Linked DNA regions of Triticum aestivum: region 1 is linked to region 2. Evidence: chromatin contacts called from public Hi-C data. All regions are on one chromosome and are shown on one strand. The core of a region is the stretch at or near the end of the contact, and the rest is flanking DNA. Distances in the headings are between cores, read along the strand shown. Region 1 holds the start of LOC123182160 (fructose-1,6-bisphosphatase, cytosolic). Region 2 holds the start of LOC123182154 (soluble inorganic pyrophosphatase).

Region 1 (5,411 bases), core at 2,201-4,700, 470 kb before region 2:
CAAAAGTACTATATTCTTTCCACTTACTTTCATTGGCTAGCTGCCTACACATTTCCTCTTTGGCGTTGGCTCCAACAGTTTTGACTGCGAGTCGCTTTAGTTATCTCAAATCTTTGGCAGGCCTGTCATCTTTGGACAAGAATAATAAGTAGAATCTTTTTCACGGCTCGATAGAGAATTCGATGGTGGACCTTGTTAACAATGTTCATGCACTTGCTGAAGACCATTTATATAGGAGGGTTCTTGTTGGCACATCAAAAGGGTCCACTGGCTTTTGCAGTAGTTTGTCACATTATTTAGGATTTTTATGTGTTTCAAACATTTAAAATATGCATATGTTCTAGTAAAGGAAATTAGATAGATCATAAACAAGGAGAAATTTTCCGAGTACAAAAACTATGTATTAAGTGGTATGAAGAATCATGTGTATATAAGTACAAGAAAGACCGAAAGAGGCCACATGACATTGTCTCTCCTATACCTGTGTGTTCAGTTCTGAAAAGAAAGGAATCATGTGCATCCAAACAGGTCGTGATTGGCAACTAGAGTCATTTGATATGTTTTTTTAGAAAAGGGGGACATCCCCGGTCTCTGCATCAGAATGATGCATACGGTCACCTTTATTAGCAAGCAAATAGGTCCAACAAAAGTCTTAAAGTCTCGAACAAAAGCTGCTCACAAAGAGCTAAGGAACAAAAAAGAAAGCCACAACCGGCTGACAAAAGATAGATAGGAAAACTAATTGCCTATCCTATTACATGACCGCCTTGCCTGCTGCTACATCCTCACCGCCCTAACTGGAGCGTTCAGTCTACAATCGTTGTCGTCGGTGTGTGGCGCCTCGCCTGCTGCTACATCCTCACCGCAGCCTGCCTGACACCTATTCCTATGGTTAATGGATACCGGTGCTCTGCTACATGTCCGCCGCCGCTGCCCCGTCGCAGTAGCACCCAGTTGGAAGGCGGAATGATTCGTTCATGATTTGTGTGAGACGAACTGGCTTTATCCTAGTAAACGGGCCTATTAATGATCAGTGGCGAGATAGTGGATGAAAGGAATATGGGCAGGCCCTCGTTTCGTATGCCACCTACATTTGCTGCGTGCCGCACAACGTGATAACGCACAGCATGTGTGTGTGACACAATGTGGTAAAAGAAGTTGAGGTGACGTGTGTGTGACACAACTTGGTAGAAGAAGTTGAGGTGACGTGGCTAAAGAAGGCAGAGAACCCATGTCAACCTGTGGTGGGTGCCTCTTGTAATTCGGGGGCTGCTGATGTGGATAGCTTGCATGTTAATATAAATAAAGTAGTGGGGTGAATCTCTTAGGTATATAGGATAAGCATAACACCAGCTTCATGTTTCTCGCCTTTGCCAAGTCATGCTCCATAAAGATGATTGTATCATCTACGTACTGTAGGACAGAAACACCTCCATCAACTAGATGAGGTACCAAACTACCTACTTGGCTAGCATCCTTAGCCCTCCCTATTAGAATCGTCAACATGTCAACTACAATGTTGAATAGAATAGGTGACATTGGATCTCCTTGTCTCAAGCCCTTATGTGTTTGAAAATAGCGACCTATATCATCATTCACTTTAATTTCAACACTTCTTTTTTGCGTGAAAGATTCTACCTGTTGTCGCCAGGCTTGATCAAAACCTTTCATCCTCAACGCTTGTTGGAGGAATGGCCATTTGACTTTGTCGTACGCTTTTTTGAAATCTACTTTGAAAACTACCCTATTTAGTTTTTTCGTATGGATTTCATGGAGCGTTTCATGCAGGACCACCACCCCTTCAAGGATGTTTCTATCCGGCATGAAAGCAGTTCGGGACGGCTGCACCACAGAATGTGCAATCTGCGTGAGCCTATTTGTCCCAACCTTGGTGAAGATTTTGAAACTTGCATTCAGAAGACAGATGAGCCTGAACTGCTCAATTCGTACAGCCTCTGTTTTCTTAGGAAGCAAAGTGATGGTTCCAAAATTCAGATGAAACAAGTGAAGCTGTCCAGCGAATAAATCCTGGAACATCGGAAGCAAATCCCCTTTGATAATATGCCAGCACCTTTTATAAAACTCCGCCGGAAATCCATCCGGCCCCGGAGCTTTATTATTCTTCATCTGAGAAATAGCTTCAAACACCTCTTTCTCCGAGAACGGGGCAGATAAAATATCATTCTCATCTGAAACAAGCTGAGGGACATCCTCATTCCGCGACTCATCTAGAGTTACGAAATTATCCTCCGGAGGCCCAAAAAGCTGTTTATAATAATCAGTGATGTACAATTTTAAGTTCTCCTGTCCTACAATCGTCCCTTCATCTTCCTCAAGCTGAAAGATCCTTTTATTTCTATGCTTGCCATTGGCGATCATATGAAAGAATTGAGTGTTGGCGTCCCCCTGGACCACTTTACGAACCTTCGCCCGCAATGCCCACTTCAATTCTTCTTCTCGCAGGAGCTCTTTTAATCGCATCTCCGCATCTAATTTAACATGAAGTTCCGTTGAATCTAGGATCATGGACTCGGCTTTTACATCCAAGGCCTGAATAGCAAGCAATTCCAACAGTCGGCCAAACAGCAACATTGGAACCGTGGCAATTTCAAAATTTCAACCCCGGAGATGAACTGGAATTTGGCACTTGAGTTCTGCAGACCAATTCAATTCCTGCAACCAAGCGGAGGGCCTCAGATTTTCTGCAAACATTTGTTGCTGAAAGTTGATCATGATATGGTTGATGATGGCCACTCCTACATAGCACGCCATAGCAGCTGTTGCATCATGTACGGTTGAGGCTGACGGGCGATGGCTACAGGTCCTGAGTACCTAGGAAACAGCCCATGACATCAGCTCAAGCGCTGCTTCTTGTTGCCCCAAGGCGAAGCCTATCTATCCGTTCGTTGTCTACTTTAATGCCACTTCTTTGTGAAGCTTCATTAGTCAACCGAATGCAACGTGCTTGACAGGGATGCTCGGGCCTTTTTCTTCTTCTTCTTTATCACTGTACGTGTAAACACATGAGGATCACAGGATCAGGTCGAGTCGAACATAGGATAGGAGTAGTACGAACGGCGTCCGGGAGGAAATTATATTAGTATCACCGGAGTAGTGTCCTGGTCAAATGGGCACAAGCGCTTCCAGTAAGTAATCCAGTTGCTCCTCCCCTTCTTTCCCGGACACGTCTGGCCGCGCTGCCGTGCCGAGCATATCCACGCTACGCTACACCGACGTGGAAGCCCCCACCGCACCTCATCCGGCACGCCTCCCACCGGCTTCGGCCTATATCAATCTCCGGGCCGCGCACCGGATGCCGCCTCCCATTTCCCCCTCCCATCTCTAACAACCATCCGCGGGCGGTGCAATCTGTTTGTATCCGTCGCTCGCTCCCGACGACCGAGAAGAGCTAGCGCCGTTGCTCGGCGGAGGCCAGGCGAGAAGAGGAGATGGACCACGCGGCGGAGGCGCAGCGGACGGACCTGATGACGATCACGCGGCACGCGCTGAACGAGCAGGGGCGGCACCCGGAGTCCCGGGGCGACTTCACCATCCTCCTCTCCCACATCGTCCTCGGCTGCAAGTTCGTCGCCTCCGCCGTCAACAAGGCCGGCCTCGCCAAGCTCATCGGCCTCGCCGGCGAGACCAACGTCCAGGCAAGCGATCCAGCACACATGATCCAAGTCCTCTAGCCGAGTCCCTTTCTCGCCTAGCTTGTTTATTAATGTCTGCGCGCGCGGTTGACCGGAGGGCAGGGGGAGGAGCAGAAGAAGCTGGACGTGCTCTCCAACGAGGTCTTTGTCAAGGCGCTCGTCAGCAGCGGCCGCACCGTAATGCACTCTTCTCACTCTCCTACACATGGGCAAAGTAAACTACAATCCTGAGCCAAGGATCTGACTTTGCCGTGCTGCGTGCAGTGTGTGCTCGTGTCTGAAGAGAACGAGGCGGCCATCTTCGTGGACGCGCCCCTCCGCGGAAAGTACTGCGTGTGCTTCGACCCGTTGGACGGCTCCTCCAACATCGACTGCGGCGTCTCCATCGGCACGGTATGCGCTCCTCTTACTCTGCTACTCCGAGCAGAGCTGCTACCTGTTGACTGGTTCAGCACATCGTTCAAAAAACGAAGGTACTATGTCGACCGGTTAGTTACTGTTATCTGATCGGCGTTTTCATTCTGCTCTGTAGATCTTTGGAATCTACATGATCAAAGACAAGGACAACGCGACTCTGGAGGACGTGCTGCAACCCGGGACCCACATGATCGCCGCTGGCTACTGCATGTACGGGAGCTCATGCACGGTAATTATGTTCCCTGATGATGTATTTTCACTCCCATTACTTCACCCCACCTCTTCATCCTAGATTCAACGTTGTTCTGGTTTACCGCAGCTTGTGTTGAGCACTGGGAACGGTGTAAATGGCTTCACTCTTGATCCTTCCCTGGGAGAGTTCATACTTACCCATCCCAACATAAAGGTTTGTGATACAGCTTACAGCAACACAGTCCTTTCTACAATTTATTCACTGATGTGCAACAAAAGGTTAGCCTATTTTTTATCATATATGTGCTTCCTGGTTGTGCAGATACCAAACAAAGGGAAGATCTACTCGGTGAACGAAGGAAATGCCAGAAACTGGGACGCGCCTACAGCGAAGTACGCAGTACATCTCATTTCAAGTTCACAAACATCAGTGTCTCTTAACAAGTTAAGCTGACTTCTCCAGCCAACATTGCAGGTACGTAGAGAGATGCAAGTTTCCCCAAGACGGCTCATCACCAAAATCCTTGAGATATATTGGAAGGTCAGTGTCAGTCTTTCAGCTGTTTGTCTGACAGCAAACTGAAACCCTTCCACATCTAATTCAGTCTGATTGCTCCTGTTTTACTGAACTTGATAGTTTTGCTATGTTGTTCTGCTCCTTCTGAATTTTAGTATGGTTGCTGATGTTCATCGCACCCTGCTCTACGGAGGCATATTTCTGTACCCCGCCGACAAGAAGAGCCCCAACGGGAAGCTTCGGTACGCTGATGCTTAGCAGCCTTCTTCCTTCGTGGTATCCCCAGCTGATTACGCTTATCCAATGTGCATTCCTGAGGCTGGTGAAATGTCGTATTTTCAGTGTTCTGTACGAGGTTTTCCCCATGTCGTTCCTGATGGAGCAAGCCGGAGGCCAGTCTTTCACCGGCAAACATCGGGTAAGGCCACTGAATTCACCGAATTCCTTTTTACCAGAGCAGCACTTTCTACTTTGATACTATGCCACTTCGTCTGATTCAGAGCATGTGCTATTTTACAGAATCGTAGTATCATCTTAACTTCATGTGATTGCTGATCTTTGGCGTGCTGTAACTGAAAAATGGCTTGCTGCGTTTGCATTGCAGGCCCTTGAAATTGTTCCTTCTGAGATAC
Region 2 (5,602 bases), core at 752-3,251:
ATGATACACGGGCCAAACCACAAGGTCTTCAATACAAATTTAAGGTAGGTAGTACTGCAGTATCTCAGATATCAATGTGTCAAATTGTTATATTATTGTTCCTTCAGTAAGAACTCAAGGTACACGAGCCAAACCACAAGGTCTAGAATACAAGTTTGAGATATGGCATTACCACAGTATCTCAGATATCAATGTGAAAATTGTTATATTATTGTCCGTTCAGTAAGAACTGAAGATAATACACGAGCCAAACCACAAGGTCTCGAATACAAACTTGAGATACATAGTACCACAGTGATGGGAAAATATGGCTAATACTCCCTCCGTAAACTAATATAAGAGCGTTTAGATAGCTAAAGTAGTGATCTAAACACTCTTATATTAGTTTACAGAGGGAGTACAATGCAAGAATGTAGAAATGCAGACTGGCTTGGTTGTTCATCAGATCCCAAATGTTCCGAGGGGATCTTCTTTGCTTCCCATCATAGTAGGAAGGGCAAAGGAAAAATAGTAATAGTACACACTCTACTGCCTTAGGCTGTGCATAATGTATTCCGCGTACAGATCCCTGAAAAAGAATCAAAGCAATTTTTGTCAACATAAATCGACGCCTTGGAGCCTCGAGGACTCTCCGTCTTTAATTACAGGATCATATCCCCCAAAATGATGAGAGCTTACATGGAGTGCTGGATGGCAGCACGAGCATCATCGGCGGGGAGGAAGTCGTTGACAGCCACCTCCTTGTTCTCATTCTTCTTGTCTGAAAGATTTGATCAGCCAAGAATCACACACTTGAAGCCTGAAGATGCATGAAAGGGTTGTGGAAATGCGAGATAAGGCAAGCAATGGTATGCGTACAATCTTCGAAGAAGCGGCGGATCTCCTGGAGGCGATGAGGAGAGAGCTCGCTGAGATGGTTGAGGTTGTGGTACTCGGGGTCGTCGGCGCAGACGGCTATGATCTTGTCATCCTTCTCACCCTGTTTAAGAAAAATAGCAGAGAGTATGATATAAATATAAGCTTGATGCCAAAATGGTGGCTGGAAAGTTGACTTGAACACTTGGACAGAGATGAAGGGATTGGTTTAGCGTGCCTGATCGATCATAGGCATGAGGCCGATGGCCCTGGCCCGGAGGAAGGTGCCGGGGAGGACGGGTTCCTGGTTTGAAATGAAATGAAATAATTAATTAACACGCGGCTGTCAGAAAAAGAACGGTGGGTAATGCAGACGGTGATGCCTTGACAGGATTGTTAATTTGCACTTGTCATAACCGGAGCATGATTGGAGTGTTGGTCGATTCACTCACCTGCATGAGGACGAGGACATCGATGGGGTCGTTGTCCTCGCAGAGGGTGCGTGGGACGAAGCCGTAGTTGTGAGGGTACACCACGGACGAGTACAGGATCCGGTCAACCTGGCAGAGATGATGATCTCAGAACACATTCATGCGTGCCGATGCAAATTAACAGGGCAAAAGTTTCAGACCTTGATCATCCCGGTCTTCTTGTCGAGCTCGTACTTGACCTTGCTCCCCTTGGTGATCTCCACCACCACGTTGAACACCGCCGGAGCGCCGGGGCCTGCAGCGGGCAATTCGCGCAAGGGATCAATCAATCAGCACATGCGTTCCGCGTGAGCAACCAACCAACCAACAGCTCCGGCCAGACGGACGGATCTGAAACGAAATGGAGAAAGGGGCTCACCGATCTCGAGGTCGTGCCACGGGTGGGCGGCGACGGACCTCCGGGAGAGGGAGGAGAGGATCCGCTCGTTGAGCCGCGGCGTCTGCCTCTTGGGCTCCGCCGCCGCCTTCTCGCCGGCGGCCTTGTCCTGGCTCATCTTCGATCGAAGGAGGTCGCCGCTTAATCTGCTGCGTGCGCTGGATCGTTGCGCGGCTCCGAGGACGGGATGGCCGAAACGTCCGCGGCCCGGCGTGCATATATAGGGGAGAGAAGAGCAGTTGGCAGGGGGCGGGGGGACGAGCGGTGAACGCGTCGTCGTCGGATGTATGCGGTGCCGTGCCGGTGCGAAGCTTCGGCCCCGCATCCAGACCGATCACACCAACACGTGCACCGTCAACAAAAAACATAATAACAGTATAAACAAACTCGGCAACTGGCTGGGCAGAACCCCTGCACATGCGCAACGTGCATGGATCGATCAAAGCATCCAGTCACTCACGACGCACTATGCGCCCTCGTTCATACCTTAAATAAAGTACATAAAAGCTGCCACTGGCACGATGCTGCGGTCAAATTTAAATTATTTTTCCTCGTGATGGGGGCACACGCCACCATGTTCATCGACGTGCCGTGATCATCGTGTCAACTTTGTGGGGTTTCGCCCGGCTGGACGGAGTGACCCACCCACCACCACAGGTTAGTTTCGCGACGAATAGATTTATTTCATTTCACATCGAAGCACAAATCAGCTCGCCGTGAACTGACTGTGGACTGTTTCCTCAAAAAAAAAATCTGACTGTGGACTGTGAACGCGCAGTGAATGTTTATACTCCCCGCTCGCCCCTCCCCGTCCGTGGCCCGGAGTACGTACTGTACTGGATTCCAGTCAAAAGGTGTTGGGAGAGGATGATTAACTGAAGCTTCCCTCCACTGTGGTGATATGGTCTAATGGACGAACAGGTGCCGGATTCAGATGGATCTACATAACACAAGTCGAGTTCTGTGTTTGTTTGTTCTTTGTATCAGGATACATGGGTGATTAACTCAAGCTACGCGGTGTCTCGCGAGCCAGCAATGCTCCAGGAATCATGTATAAGCTGATGCAAGTCATCCGGATAGCCCTGCTGCCAATGCCCATTGAATGGTAGTTGTTCCGCCCTGACTTCAGACGGTCTCCAAGGGCGGCGAAACCAGTATCACGCCATCAGACGGTCCGCAAGGGCGGCGAAACCAGTATCACGCCATCTCCTCGGACAAAAAGGTAGGGGATGGTGCGCTTGCTAGTCTGGAATCAATGGAATAGCAAACACATCAGTAAGACTATCGCCTATCCGCAGCCAGATTGTAAATCTATTGCAAATCAGAGCTAGAAGTATCTGACAGCATTTTGTGTTGTTGTATCGACTTACCCCAAGCTATGGAAACTGTGACCACACAGATTTGTATAAGTAAACAAAATGAAGAAAACAAGTAACCAGGTTTAACAGCAAAAAATGTACGAGTAGTAAAATAAGATGAATTATCGTGTATACTCCCTCCATTTCTTTTTAGTCTGCATATAAAATTTGTCTGAAGTCAAACTTCGTAAAGTTTGAACAACTTTATAGCAAAAAAATGTCAACATTCACAACACAAAATCAATAGCATTAGATGTATCATGAAATTGATTTTCATACCATATCACTCAATATTGTAAATGTTGAATTTTTTTAATACAAATTTGGTCAAACTTTGTGTAGTTTGACTTCAAACAAATCTTATATGCGGAGTAAACACAAACGGGGGGAGTACATTGTAAAGTGACCAATAGACCATAGTGACATGACCCACATGGTACATCTAGTAATATGTCAAAGAATGTTTCACTAAATAAGTTCAAAAACCCTGGCTACCTACAATAACTGTAAGCAAAAAAAATGGTGCTATGCTTAGTATGCAATATAACACAAATGTTACCAGCAGAATACAAGCAGTTAAGGCGGCTCATTTATAAACACAAAGCATTTTACACGTTACTATGCAACTGAGACTGGGTTATCGTTAAGCAGCATCATGGTAATAGTGCACCTCCCAAATTACATGTGAGTAAGGAACTGAGGATAGTATGAACCATGGCTTCATGTTAAGCAGTATCATGGTAATCGTGCTAAACTCTCACTCCAGAGAGGCTCTACACATCTTTAGCACAAACTAGATAAACATATTGGAATAACTAACGATTTCAATTTGAAAAAAACAGTAGTAGGCAGTCCGAATTTGAACAAACTGAGATCAGCATATAGTTCAAAATTTTGAGGAACAAGAAAGCACTTACACGAACAATCTCCTCATAAGTCTCATCGTCAATTTCAATGGAAGTCACTATCTCTTCTACATCTCCAAGTATCATATTGAGATGTTGATCATACGCCTGGATCGAAGGAAGAATAAAGGAAACTTAGAAACAGAGAACCTCAAATAGTGGCCACACTGATGTCCCAGGGTCAAATTTCCCAACTGTAGTACAAATGAATAACAGTGCATAAATACAGCGTATGGCCCATGGGGCAGCATCATACAACCCACAAAAGGTTTTTTTCAAGTATACAATTGTAACGAATCAGTGAAATGATCATAATGCCCAACGGGCAATAAGTTATAACCCCTTAAGCAACCTGAAGTCTTACAATGAAATGCCGAGATGACTACATATTTCTGTGAACTCAAAATTAAAATACTACTTACATTGCAATACATCTGATTCCACTACTCAAAACTTTCAAATCAGCATGTTACGCTTTATCTACAGTAAGCAGTTATTCATGATGTCTTCAATAGAAGGGAAAAAAAGGACAAATCATATGAGGCCCCGCACAGATAAATTCGGGTTCTGATGCCTTACAGTTCAACCATAAGTAAACGGAAGCTCAGTTTACACACCACAACTCCACAGCAACTCGTTTCTCCAGGCAATAATATCAGTTATTAAATAGCATAAGCCAGCCTAAGCACATACTGGACACACAAACAAGAGCCCTGATGCAACCAAGCCCAGATCGACAGCACAAATTACGAAAAGGGGCGAGAAAACATACATGGAGCTTGCCGCGGAGCTCGCGGTCGGAGCGGAGCTTGACGTAGATGCGCTCGTCGAGGCTGAGCCGTATGAGATCCAGCGGCTCCTTCACCGCCACATCCTCCTCCGAAGCCATCGCCGCCGGCTGGTACCCGCTTCCGCTGCCCGCTCCCCAAACCCTAGCTTCTGAATCGCGAGCTCTTTCACTTCCGCGGCGTTCCGTTTTTTTCCCTTGCCGGGTCGGACAGGTACAGTATACAACCTACTTGGGCTTTGGACTTCTGGGCCCATATTGGTAATCTATGGGCTACTACTCAGCTAATATGTTAGCCCATATTACTTCCTTGTGCAAACTGAAAAATCGATGCTCCCCGCCCAGGGGGGAGCTCCTGTTCGGGGGAGCAACTAGTTGACGAGGGCTCCTTCGGGAGCCTCACAATGATCAGCGTCACTTGGCGCGCTCTAAGCCGTTCGCCACGTGTCGCGCTCTGGGCGCTCCCTCCGGATTTATATTTTTATTTTTCCACACGCGTTCCCGGCTTTTTAAACGGTTTTTTCTGGGTTTTTTTGAAATTTCGGTTTTTCAGCGGTCTTCATTAGCTTTTGAAACAAAAAAAATTGCGCAAAAAAAACGCGTTTTCTTTAATTTTTTTCCTTCCGTGAGAGGCACGGTTTTGATTTCGCGAGAGTCAAGGCCGTGCCTCTTGAAAACGAAAAAAAACGTGTTTTCTGTTTTTTCCCTTTCACGAGAGGCACGGTTTTGCTTTCGCGAGAGTCACGGTCGTGCCTCTCGAAAACGAAAAAAAACGTGTTTTCTGTTTTTTTTCTTTCGCGAGAGGCACGGCCGTACATCTCAAAAACAAA

What was found. A called contact is a pair of places that touch in the nucleus more often than the background predicts.
Region 1: a contact with region 2 is called in a Hi-C map of leaf, with 6 times the contacts expected there. The contact joins the promoter of LOC123182160 here to the promoter of LOC123182154 in region 2. A contact is called at or near these places in 2 of 5 Hi-C or Micro-C datasets (both in leaf).

Annotation. Positions count from the first base shown.
Region 1 is chr1D:370,535,172-370,540,582 of IWGSC CS RefSeq v2.1, reverse strand. It overlaps LOC123182160 (fructose-1,6-bisphosphatase, cytosolic), which reads left to right and starts at 3,450. Exons shown (of 10, transcript XM_044594631.1): 1 at 3,450-3,656; 2 at 3,756-3,830; 3 at 3,918-4,046; 4 at 4,186-4,299; 5 at 4,390-4,476; 6 at 4,585-4,655; 7 at 4,738-4,803; 8 at 4,935-5,021; 9 at 5,122-5,197; 10 at 5,384-5,411. The coding sequence starts at 3,450.
Region 2 is chr1D:370,065,147-370,070,748 of IWGSC CS RefSeq v2.1, reverse strand. It overlaps LOC123182154 (soluble inorganic pyrophosphatase), which reads right to left and starts at 2,001. Exons shown (of 7, transcript XM_044594627.1): 1 at 1,705-2,001; 2 at 1,487-1,581; 3 at 1,308-1,415; 4 at 1,094-1,159; 5 at 859-979; 6 at 679-760; 7 at 70-568. The coding sequence starts at 1,840. The coding sequence ends at 526. It overlaps LOC123182155 (sm-like protein LSM3A), which reads right to left and starts at 4,973. Exons shown (of 3, transcript XM_044594628.1): 1 at 4,758-4,973; 2 at 3,998-4,093; 3 at 2,594-2,968. The coding sequence starts at 4,874. The coding sequence ends at 2,888.